Regions from separate parts of the Mus musculus genome. Here region 2 is linked to region 1. Evidence: chromatin contacts called from public Hi-C data. All regions are on one chromosome and are shown on one strand. Each heading gives the region's core, a stretch centred on a gene start, on an enhancer-like site or on the middle of the called end of the contact. The rest is flanking DNA. Distances are from core to core; before and after follow the strand shown.

Region 1 (2,781 bases), core at 139-2,638:
AGGAATGTGGCCACCAAGGAACCCTACCAGGTCACGCCCACCACACAGGGCCCATCACACTTTCTCAGTTCTGGCACTGGAAACAAAGACTCAAATACAATTTTGTAATATTTTATCTAAAATGTAAGAGGGATAGGAAGGGGTAATGCAGGGTTCATCACAGTGTGTGTGTGTGTGTGTGTGTGTGTGTGTGTGTGTTGGCTAGCTTTTTTGAGCCAGTATAGTTGATTCTCAGGACCTTGGAGCTGGCCACACCTGTTTCCTTTACTTCAGCCCAGGTCCTGACACTGAACACATTTGTTAAAAAGACTATCAAGGTAATAACTACTATCATTTTACCACTCTCAGGCTGTCCAGGGCACAGGCCTGGCCTTCATCGTCTACACTGAGGCCATTAAAAACATGGAAGTTTCCCAGCTCTGGTCAGTGCTCTACTTCTTCATGTTGCTAACACTGGGTATGGGAAGCATGGTGGGGACAGGAACGGCCATCCTCACCCCTCTGACTGACAGCAAGATCATCTCCAGCTACCTGCCCAAGGAGGCCATTTCAGGTCAGGACACACTGCTGAGGAGGGAGGGTATGGGTGGGCAGGGAAATGTAAGGCAATTGGCAGAATGGTTTCCTCAAGAGCCTTGTGCTTCTAAGCCAACTCCAGAAGCAGGCTCTAGGAGTCTGTGTTCCTGTACTGTGTCCTACTCAGCCCTGGAGATGGACTAGAAACACACCCCATCCCAGGGAAGTAGGGTGGTCGGTCAGCCCACCCTTGGGCAAAGGCTAACTCCCCAGCCTGCACTCAGGTTTCCAGGCTTTGAGAGCCCCCATCTGTTTTTGTTTTAATTGAAGGACAACAGTCATAAACTGTCCATTTCCTAAGGTGAGTCCTGTTCCCAGGCCAGGAGCTCCTTCCACATACTCTCCAGGCAACAAGCCCCCAATCAGATCACCCTTTTCTGACTTCTAATGCTACTTGTGTTTGCCTCTGCTCTTGAAAGGTCATTTACAAAGATACTGTAGGCCTGCTGTCAACACTCAAAACCTGTCAGTGAGATAGCTGCACTGTGCAGTTGTCAGTCCCTGGTCTTGTCTGATAAATCATTCATTGTGAGAGCACATACCACTTCCTCATGCATTTTGACTGTGAGGTTGTTAGTAAAGCCTTTCCCATGATGGCTACCATTAACTTCACTCTCATGCACCCATCCAGGGTCATGAGAATTCTGTGGCCAGACACCTCTGCCTCTGATGATTCTGTAACTCCATATCCAAGATGGGTAAAACAAGATGGGTAATCCAGTCTTCATGTTCTGACCACTCACTGAAAGCTACACTCTCTTTACTCAGACTCTCCTAGCACTTGGCATCCTTCCCGGGACTGGGTCTCTGCAGCCCAGTTGTATATACTGTCCCTAGTTCCTTTTTCCATGAACTGACATCCCCTAAAGAGCAGCTCCTATAGCTCATGTCAGTGAACCTACCCTTTAAAGTACACCTAGGGACCTGTAGCTCCTGCTGGCAAATAATGTGAGATGAGAGTAGGGAGACTCGGAGAGATGAGCAGTGATCTTGTCTTCCAGGTTTGGTATGCCTCCTCAACTGTGCCATTGGCATGGTGTTCACCATGGAGGCTGGGAACTACTGGTTTGACCTATTCAATGACTATACAGCCACGCTGTCTCTGCTGCTCATTGTGCTGGTAGAGACCATAGCTGTGTGCTATGTGTATGGGCTAAAGAGGTAAGGCGACCTCAGACCCTGCCTTCTACATGGGGTAGCTAAGCTGCAGGGCCACACTTATAAGAAAACCATCCTTCCTCAATAGGCATGTCCCTTTTAGATGCCTCTTTGCCTTCAGATCTCATTCATCTCTTGCTTCCTCAGTTGGCCTGCATCCAACAGCCTCTTTCTATTTCCTGTTCTACACTTTTTATCATGGCATGCTTTCTGATCAGGGACTCAGCCTCCAGGCTTAGATACTTTGATCATTGGGGATTTTCAAGAACCCTGTCCAACACTGGGATGTTTTTAGTCTTCCAAGTGATGAAGTATGCATCGGAGCCAAAAATGTCACATAGAGCTTTCAAACTGGTGGCCAATGAAATGAAGATTACAGGACCTCCTTCATTAGGGGTCTGGCTAAAGTCTGGGAGAAAGTGCAATAATTGATATGTCTAGCACTTTCCTTGGTCTTCCGGGGACCACATGCTGAGAACCACTAGTCTAGGATCTTGTTCTTTTAGTCATCCTGTGAGGAGGGGAAGAGAGAGCCCTTCACAACCTCTTCTCTACTGCTCCACTCTACTTGCTCTTCCAAACACAAAGTGCCTGTTCTGAGGCCATCTCAAGGAGGAGTAGAGAATACTTGGACTCATCATCACTAATGGACAGAGTGGGTGGGTGGGCAGAGTGGCAATGTCATCCTTGCCCTGTGGACTGAGGAAACTGGCATCCCCCTCCACCATGCACCCTGGCTCCATCTTCTCCAGGAATTACCCTCAGGTCCACATCAGGAGCCTTCCTATGAAGGCCAACACTGGGGAGATGCCCCATGATCCCTTCCTTCTTGGTCATTCTCCCCTTAGGCAGCATCAGCCCTTTTCTCTTTTCCACAACACCTCCCCCAGGAAAGGAAGGGATCAGACAGGTTCAGGGTCACACTCAAAGATCACTGGTAACCAGAATAGCATCTTCCTAAGTGCAGAGGGTATGGATCCGGAGCCCCTCCCTCCAGGCTCTCCCCCTGTGGTCCAAACAGATTTGAAAGTGACCTTCGGGCCATGA
Region 2 (2,857 bases), core at 207-2,706, 81 kb before region 1:
ACCCAGGAAAAACTGACCAAAGGATTAGGCAGAAATTTCAGATGGTAGCCAACTTGTCAGTTGCCTGGGAAGTCAAAGGGTAAATTGAACCATCAGCACAAAGTCACAAATCTAGACAGAACTTTAAAAACAGAATGGCAGTGCCAGCAAGATGGTAAGACCACTTGCTCTGACCTCTGACCTCCACTCATGCCATGGCACCTGGTCCCAATAAATGCTTGTTTTTGTTTTGCTTTGTTAAAACAAAAAACAGTCTGTGGAATGACAGTAAAGATGCAGAGCAGCTGGGATTAATGAGAATGTGAACTGATATTTTTTGATGCCGCACATAGTCCCAAAGTTCCTAATAGTCCATCTACCTGCCATATTAGAATGTTCACTTTGGTTCTATTCATAGTAGCCACAAACTGGACAACACAAATGTCCACCAACAAGACTGGAACTAGACATAGGAGGATGCAGGAAATATATATATTTAGTATATATATATATACTAAAGCTTAAGAATCTAGAGTTTCTTCCACTGTGTTGTGACTTTGCTTTCTTTACTGTTTTAAGGTTAAAAGTCCTAGGATAGGTTGGGGCAGATTTTTTTTCTATTACAGATGAAACAAGGTCAAAGATGTTAAATGGCTTGCCAAGTCACAGAATTTAGTCTGTGGTGGAATATAGACGCAAACAACAGATCCTGCATCACTGTACCAAACTTTACTGAGTTAGGTTCATTTATATCTTCTTGTTGGACTGGCAAAAACATGAGAATTCTTGGGTTTCCACCTGGCCCAGGGAAGAGAATCTCTGACTCCCATTGGCCTCAAGGCAGCTGTTCAAAACCTGATTCTGCCCACACTACAGGTGCAGGCAAGGGCCGGTAGTTGGAGACCCTTAAGTCTCCCATGTGTGCTAGGATCAAACTCAGGGTCTCAGAAGTGCTAGGAGAGTGATCTGCCTCTGAATCTCCACACCCACCCTCTCTGTGCAAAAGTCATCTCTCCTCTGGGAAGTCCTGGATCCCTGTCTGTCTCTAGGACTTGTCTCTCTCTCTGCTTTACCTAAATTGCCCCTGCATCACCGACTTAGGTGAACTGGGTGGTATTAATTAAAGGAAATTACCCCAGTGGGTCAAAAGAAGTTAAGAACGAGTCACTCCGTGGTATTTAAATGTTCCCGCCACCTGAATGTGAGCCCTGGAGGGGTGGGGTTGCTGTGTCTTCCCGCAGCACAGCAGTGCCAGGCATATAGTATTGTCATCGATTAATCAGTAAGAAGTTGAGGAAACATGATCCTTTCCCCGAGCTCTGAAGTCCACACGCAGGGCCAAGGAGGGGCGCCTTCCCCGCCCGCCGAGGCTAGGGTGGGGCTCACCGTTCCCCACTCACCGGCCTCGCCCCGCGCGCGCGTTAATGAGATTAGCAATTAAAAGGCGGGCGAGCGGCGGCGGCCAGAGACCAGGCCCTGACGGGGAGCAGCGAGCTCGGGACATGGAGAAGGCACGGCCTCAGTGGGGCCATCCGCTGCAGTTCGTGTTCGCCTGCATCTCCTACGCCGTGGGTTTGGGCAACGTGTGGCGCTTCCCTTACCTGTGCCAGATGTACGGCGGAGGTGAGTGCGCACAGGCGGGACCGCCGGGTGCCTGGACGCCGAGCGGCGGTGGCATTCCGGCCCGCGAGCCTCCGCTCGGGGTGGCGTTCTGTCCCGAACACCCCAGCTCGGCCAAGTGTTCGGTCCCACGCGCTTCAAGTTCAAGGGCGGGTGGCCCCTGTAACCGAGAACGCCGCGGCGCGGGGACTGTCGCCCTAAGAAATTGACCCTCGCGGTCCCGAGTCCGAACTGTGGCTCCAGCAGGTGCAGGGCGGCGCCGGCGGGGAACCTGCTGTCCCGGGAGGAAAGGTGCGGTGCCGTCTACAGAGGTGTGAAAGAGGACACTAAATTGTTTATCAGGAACTTGTCGTGCAACTTGCAGTTCCGAAATTTAAGTTCCCGACCGCAAGTTGAAACACCAGTCAAACGGATCGTGAGCGATTTCTTTTACTTTTTCTTAATAAAAAGGATCGGTTTGTAGATGTGAAGACTTAGTTTGGGCTTGGAATCACAGGAGGGAAAAACAAATAATTCCGTGCCCGGAGAATTAGTTTCTTGGTTCTGCTGTTTTGTTTTTATAAATGTTTCCTCTGACCTAGGGGAGAAACTGGGGGTTAAGGGTGGGACAGACACCTCACCCTGCACCCGCTAAAGCAGGGAAAAGAGCTGAGAACTCTGGGACTGGGACTTTCCGAAGTCCAAGTACCGTTCTGGGGTCAGTATGGCATGAAGGAAGTAAGTCTCAGCATAAAAACCTCCCTCTTCAATTCCATTTTCTAAAACCTCATCTAAAGGAAAACGCAGCATATGAACAGAGACAGAAAATAGCATGGCTACCGCCTTTAATAAGATCAAAATGTGAGAAACTTGCTAAGCCATTCAGAAAAAAAAAAAATATTGGTTCAGTAAGTTGTGGAACATCCTTGGCAGCCATAAAGGTAAAGTTTTAATAGAATTTTATCTTAATAGTGTTATCATGTGATAAGTGGAGGCAGGTGAAGTCATATTCAAAACTGTAAAACATTTTTAAGCACTTGTGCTTAAAACCATTCAGAGAAAAGGAAAATGAAAAAAAAATTTCAAGTGTTATCAATAGTTTTCTGGGTGGCTCTTATTTACCTAACAGCATGTTTGTGTATACATGGGAGGAGAGATCTAATAGCATGTGTTTGTGTATGGGTGGAGAGAAAGCTAATCAGCACATTAGTTCTCGATATCAGGACAGTAAAAAATATTAATGTATTACAGAATTTAACTTGTTTAAGAAAATCTAACC

What was found. A called contact is a pair of places that touch in the nucleus more often than the background predicts.
Region 2: a Hi-C map of conventional type 1 dendritic cells shows a contact between it and region 1, with 1.8 times the contacts expected there. The contact joins the promoter of Slc6a20a here to the enhancer-like site in region 1. A contact is called at or near these places in 1 of 39 promoter capture datasets (HPC-7-derived erythroid cells), 2 of 484 Hi-C or Micro-C datasets (conventional type 1 dendritic cells and female germline stem cell-derived STRA8 germ cells), 1 of 115 datasets of contacts at active chromatin or transcription factors (embryonic stem cells) and 3 of 9 other capture datasets (adipose tissue, liver and pancreatic islet).

Annotation. Positions count from the first base shown.
Region 1 is chr9:123,596,183-123,598,963 of GRCm38.p6, reverse strand. Slc6a20b (solute carrier family 6 (neurotransmitter transporter), member 20B) reads left to right here. Exons shown (of 11, transcript NM_011731.4): 8 at 349-553; 9 at 1,578-1,737; 10 at 2,756-2,781. Among named protein-coding and RNA genes, the nearest start is that of Slc6a20b, 35 kb to the left of the region's middle. Within about 2 kb of position 1,388, at least 4 of the 459 cell types and tissues checked have an H3K27ac peak or open chromatin away from gene starts, as enhancers often do. A contact at or near this core is called in conventional type 1 dendritic cells, where this site is marked.
Region 2 is chr9:123,677,431-123,680,287 of GRCm38.p6, reverse strand. It overlaps Slc6a20a (solute carrier family 6 (neurotransmitter transporter), member 20A), which reads left to right and starts at 1,456. Exons shown (of 11, transcript NM_139142.2): 1 at 1,456-1,602. The coding sequence starts at 1,482.